2 separate regions of the Mus musculus genome follow, and region 2 is linked to region 1. Evidence: chromatin contacts called from public HiChIP or PLAC-seq data. All regions are on one chromosome and are shown on one strand. Each heading gives the region's core, a stretch centred on a gene start, on an enhancer-like site or on the middle of the called end of the contact. The rest is flanking DNA. Distances are from core to core; before and after follow the strand shown.

The links. HiChIP or PLAC-seq counts read pairs in DNA pulled down with a chosen protein or histone mark.
Region 2: an H3K27ac HiChIP or PLAC-seq map of T-cell acute lymphoblastic leukemia shows a contact between it and region 1, with 3 times the contacts expected there. The contact joins two enhancer-like sites. A contact is called at or near these places in 2 of 39 promoter capture datasets (hippocampal neurons and liver) and 2 of 115 datasets of contacts at active chromatin or transcription factors (T-cell acute lymphoblastic leukemia and astrocytes).

Annotation. Positions count from the first base shown.
Region 1 is chr2:165,451,666-165,454,627 of GRCm38.p6, forward strand. The region is part of intron 1 of Slc13a3 (solute carrier family 13 (sodium-dependent dicarboxylate transporter), member 3); the gene reads right to left. The region is part of intron 2 of Gm14437 (predicted gene 14437); the gene reads left to right. Among named protein-coding and RNA genes, the nearest start is that of Gm14437, 11 kb to the left of the region's middle. Within about 2 kb of position 1,531, at least 65 of the 459 cell types and tissues checked have an H3K27ac peak or open chromatin away from gene starts, as enhancers often do. A contact at or near this core is called in T-cell acute lymphoblastic leukemia, where this site is marked.
Region 2 is chr2:166,552,152-166,555,113 of GRCm38.p6, forward strand. No RefSeq gene overlaps it. Among named protein-coding and RNA genes, the nearest start is that of Gm29679, 11 kb to the right of the region's middle. Within about 2 kb of position 1,515, at least 104 of the 459 cell types and tissues checked have an H3K27ac peak or open chromatin away from gene starts, as enhancers often do. A contact at or near this core is called in T-cell acute lymphoblastic leukemia, where this site is marked.

The DNA of each region.
Region 1 (2,962 bases), core at 281-2,780:
AAGCACCTGGCCTGGAGAAACCACAAGTTCTAAGGGGTCTCTAATGTGGGGAAGATGGTAGTGTAGCGGTAGATCTGCCCAATCTAGGCGCACAGCATGCATTCATATTAATTGAGTTGTGTTATCATTCCCCAGGCTTATTTAGGTTGGAGATTCACCGCAACACTGATCAGGTTTTATGTAATCTCTATCAGATGCCCAGGCACATCAGCTAAGGTCATGTAAGATATTCCCAAGGTGGATTCCAAGGGCAGGGAAGTTTCAAACAACTGTTCTCCTTAGCACCCACTAAAGCTCCATGATAGGTGTATTGGATGCTGACAGGTTACAGACTCATATCTGCATTTGTTTAATGCAGGTTTTCAAGATGCAGTTATCTACAGTACTCCCTATGCTCAGCTAGTACTCCATGGAAGTGGCTAGAAAATCAGCCTGACTGAATGTAATCTGAGAAGATTACAGCATCCAATGAGAGTTCTTTATGCTGTCTTCCATGGTAGAGCCAAAATTTCACGAGAAGAGGGTCCCTGTTTGCTGTGTCTCATTCTCTTCTGTGTTCCAGAACCTAACATAGTCTTCAACATACTTAGTGCTTGTGTCTGCAGTGGAGAATGGGTAAATAAACACATGAATGAGTGGCTGACAGATGAATGGGCTGATAGATGTATGTGTAGATGGGTGGATAGATGGATGAATGGACAGATGGATGCACGAGTAGGTAGATGGATAGATGAGTGGGTGGATGGACAGATGGATGGATGAGTGGGTGGATGGATAGATGGATGGATGAGTGGGTGGATGGATAGATGGATGACTGGGTGGATGGATGTATTGATGGATGGACAGATGAATGAATTGTCGGATGGATGAGTGGATGGGTGAATAGATTTGTTGATTGATGGATGAGTAGATAGATGGAAGAATCAGTGGGTGGATAGATGAGAGGATGAGTGGGTACATAAGAGACTGATGGATGGTTGGATGAGTGAATGGGTAGAAGATGGAGGTGGGTACTCTTGGATAGACCTTAGGCCAGAGCTTCTGGATACAGAGACTGGAAAGTAAATATCTCCCCTAACTGCAGTAGGGCAGGTGGCTGCAGTCATGGTTGTAGACTCCCAGCCGCAGGACAAAACAGCATACTTGGTGGTAGGTGTGGCCCTAGGTCCTGTTTGAGATTGCAGAGGAATAATTAGCTACAAGCCAAACAGGGAAAGCTGGGTGACCTGTCAGGAGGCACTCTCAGCTCCACTTCAGAAAACGCACACGTCCACGGAGTCCAAAGGTCAGGCCCTCTCCTGTCCTGCGGCCTTTGGGTATTTGTTTCTCAGGGGACACTCAGATCCCAGAGGAGACTTGTGGGGCCATAGAGGAGTCTTGCAAATCGGACCCTCTGACTAATCGGAAGTTGGTGTGTTTGGGGGCTGTGTGCACATATAAAAACCCAGCTTAAAACTCAGGCAACAATGTGGTTTCCTGGCTAGTACCACTCAGGCTGAGACTCATCAGACAAAAGCCTAGAGGAGGCCTCATGGGGACTAGAGCATCAAAGCAAGCGGTGACAAAGAAACTGAACCACCTCGTGCTGACAACTTAAGGGAAACAAGTGTCTTGAAAACGTAACTCACTCAGCTCTAAGAATAGAACTAGAAAAATAAAATATTCCAATATCTCCTTAAGAAATCAAACCAATCATTAAGTCCCCTCCTCCCCTCTCTTCTTCCCCCTACCCTGCTGGTTTCTGCCTTTACTCTGCTGAACAGAAGTGGAATTGACAGGGTTGTGCCTTGCACACTGTTCTTTGAGAATAGACAAGGAAGCCACTTCCTGTTTCAGTCTATGGGCTCACACTGTTCTTTGAGAATAGACAAGGAAGCCACTTCCTATTTCAGCATAACTCAGGGTTGCCTTGACAAGGGTGTTACAAGAAAAGAAAGTAGAATGGAATATTTACAAGACAGGGTTCATGAGATTACCGAAAACATCCATCTGAGAGCCCGAGTCCTGTTTCCTTCTGTATCCTGACTCATGTCATTGGGTAGATATGTCATGGCGGTAGCAATGACACCCAGAGACATTTCCAGAACATTCCCTAAGTTCCAGGCCCCTCACACACATAGGCTCAGTTAGTGTCCCCCAACAACTTCTATGGGGGTGCTATTCCTTCCCGACTCTCTTCATAGAGGATTGCAGAAAGCCTTCAGTTTCAGTCATGTCCAGCAAGCCAAGGCCTGTCGCAGCTCCTGGGTTGCTGAGTCTGCCCAGGAGTCTTGATTTCCATATTCTCCCCTACAGACTCCATCTGTACAGATCTCCTTCTTGGAGGCATTGACCATGACAGGAAGCCGGAAAGGCAGCAGGCCTTGGGCAGCACACGGGTCAGGAACAGGTTTCATTATTTTTCTGGTTAGCATCTGGAACACTGATGGTGACCCCAAATATCTTTGCTTGCCTAGCTGAGCATCCTATGTACAATGGATTAAAAATTCCAGGTTGCTGATGAGGGACACTGTGCCTTACCTCCTCCCAACCAAGCTGGGTCTGGGGGACAGACCTGATTCAGAGCAAAGCTCTTGAACACTTAAGGTTAGCAGGATTAGTAGGTGGGAGGCACATGGGTATGAGTCTTTTCTACTGTGATCACCTTTGCTGGGGCAATCAGAGATCAGCCACAAAAAGGGATCGAGTAGAACAAGAAGCCACCTTTGATGATGAGAGAAAAGAGCTAAGTTCACCCCCGGTATGAAGACGAAGCCACTGCTGTGGGATTAGCATTAGGCGGACCCTCATGTGGGTAGATGCATCCTCAGAGCAGATCAGTACATTGGTTTCTGGGCAGTGGCAACATCTTTCTTTACTGTTCATGCAACCTGGGGGAGGGGATGTCCTGAGCTATGTGACAGTACAGAGTAGAGGTTAGCTGACTGTAGAGACTCCCAGGACCCTTGGCAGGAAGCAGGTT
Region 2 (2,962 bases), core at 265-2,764, 1.1 Mb after region 1:
AAATTGCAAATCAAACAGTTGCGGGTGCTCGGCTAGCCTCGGCTTCTGGGCTCTTGTGTTGCAAATAACTGTGCTCTCCTGCATACCAAGCGGACCTTTCTGCGTCCCAGGAAAATGAATCTCTTTTGGTGTTCATTGCGCTAATTGCATCCACAGCGGAGGCAGAGCAAACATCTTTCCCTCCTGATTTGCATTATGCAAAACCTTAATCTCCCCAAGTTTCCTAAAGCCTTGTGAATGATTCACAGCCTTCCAATGCCTGGAACAGCTCGGCTTGATCTGCTTGTCCATATAAATTAGATTTACTGAGGAAATAAAGGAGGCTCGATACTATAAACTATTGGGAAGATGACCCCCGAGTGTGGATGCCCCATAAATTTGTGTCTTGGGGGGTACTGCGAGGCTGCTGATCACACACATATTGCTAGATTTATCTCTTTTGGGCTATTATTGACATGAAGAGGAGAGTAGATTGCCATTGGGAGCCACTGTGCTGTCTGGGAGAGGGGCTGGCTCTCCCTGAACTGGCAAAAAGTGGCTTACAGAAAGCCTTCTCCAGACAAGGGGCCACCAGGAGAGGACTCAGGTTGAAGCAAAAGCGTGCAGGAGAGGCTGGATTCGAAGGCAGCCGAGTTCAGCCTGTGACACTGAGGAGGTGACCGCCCCTTCCCTTTGTTCCCTCACCTCCTGTTGGGGAAAACAAAACATTTCCAAACTTAGAGGGCTAGAGGAGGTCCCAGATGGAGTCTCCGCTGCACACCTGGGCCTCCTTCTAGGAACTAGTGGGGACCAAGATAGCAGGCCCAGGCTTCCAGGTGCTCAGAGAGCTCACTGGAAGAGCTCCATCCACAATGAGAGCTTACATGGTGGTGCCGGAGAGGGGGATGGTAACATTAGCCAGATTACAGGCTCAGACCCAACGCTGTGAAGGTGTGCAGAGCCAGCCCCGATGCCAGAGCCTGTTAGTGCTGTAAGCCTGCTGCCCTGGCAACCAGAAATGCCAGGCACGACTGTGCCAGGTTCTGATGTTGGGCTTCAGATCATTATTTCTGTTATTATTTACATGGCCATTGCACAGATTTGAAAGCTGAGTCCTACTTTAGAATCTAAGTCTGCAGGACGCCCCTACCAAGCGTCTTCCTTCTCTAGTCCCCTAGAGTGGGGCTGAGCAGGGGAAAGGGGGAGTTATTAGTGTTTATGCTAATACCTGTCAGCTGGAAGTTTCTACTCTGTGCTATCTGATGGTAAAGATCAGGGTCTCTGCGACCACAGTCCCCTTTCTCAGAGACCTCTTGTTGGCCTCTGCCAGGCATTTCCTGCTGGGATTTACTCGTGACTTCCTGTCCTTTGCCAACTGCAGACCTGCAGGAAGATGGTGGAGATGGAGGAGGCAGGCAGGATTTGTATTTCCTGTTGGTTTCTTACTGTTTCTGCCATTCCCACCAACACCACAGCGGCGCCCTTAGACGCCCCACATCCCCAACCAGCCCCGCCTATGAAATGTCTCAGCCCCGCCTATGAGGCATCTCAACCCCGCCTACGAGGCTTCTCAGCCCCGCCCTCCGCTCTGCAGCATAAGGCCCAGATCTACGGCGTATTCAAGGGTCAATAAGTTTTCCCCTTAAAAGTGTCACTAACATTCCTGAAAGTGTGGCTTGTGAGCCCCCACCCCCTCCCTCTGCATTGTATGAGGACAGTCATAAGCAATTTCCGGACTCAGGAGCATGGCTGTGCTCTATACAACTCCATATACAAGCACTTAGTCTAGTCATGAGTAATAGCTGCCTGAGCACATAGATGAGGGTTCGTCTTTGTCTCAGCAAGACAACTCCGTGCTTGCATCCTGCATCTTTAGGCTTTAAACAGCCACGTGTCATCGACACTGTGGGCCAGAGTGATGCTGACAGAACAGAAAGAGAAAGGCTCTTGAAGTTCATGCCAAGGCTGGAGGTCAGCACAGGCTGAGGAAGTGCGGGCTCATACCACTGGCACCAATGGGAAGACTCGAAACATTTAGATCTCATAAACTGGTCCGGATAGGACGATGCCCCACGCAGCTGCCAATGAGGTGTCGGTGGGTGTGCTGGGTGTGCTGATTGGTAAAATAACACCTCTGGAGCAGCAGTAGCGAGTGACTTCACCACCTGACTGGGTTTAAAGTCAGTCTCCAGGAACCATTTGATTCTCCACAGGCCAAACATGCACGTTAGCTGGGGTGTGATGAGGTTCGGCACAGCGTCTCTGGAGGCACAGAACGGTTGGAAGCAAGTTATCTGAAGGGCCCCGTCTCTGACTCCTTTGAATGTCTTTCTTCACATGATTGGAGGAACACTGCGATCCAGACTGACTGAGTGGACCACCAACCAAATAGAGACCGGCTCCCCTTCATGAACTAACCATTAAATTCAGAATATCTGGGCCATTGTGATGATATGGCTGGTAAAGGCCTTTGCTGCCTGGCCTTACAACCTGAGTTTGATGTCCAAGAATCATGTGATGGAAGGGAGAGAACTGACTTACACACACACACACACACACACACACACACACACACACACAATGAGTGCACACTCACATACACACACACACTTATGTGATTTTTAGAAACTAAGACCGGAATCCCTAGCAAGTGCCCCCAGATAAACACATTCCCCGATCCCACAGAACACTCTGTCCTCCAGCGTCCTCATGCGAGCTCCCCAGCCACAAACTGTTGCAACCATTTCCAAGAACAGTCTCTGTCCCCCCAAAGCGACACTATACCTGCCTTTGGTGCTTGTGGCTGTGGCCAGTGACAGGTGGGTGGGGCCGGAAGACAGGACAGGGCTCCTTACAAGGAAGCCTTGTAGGGAGAAAAGTGGCTGCTGCTACGTCTACCTGGCTCCTGGTCCCTTTTCTATGCTCACGTGATTTCTAGTGCACATTGTGGAGTGCGTGTGTAGTAGGTGCATAGTAAATATTC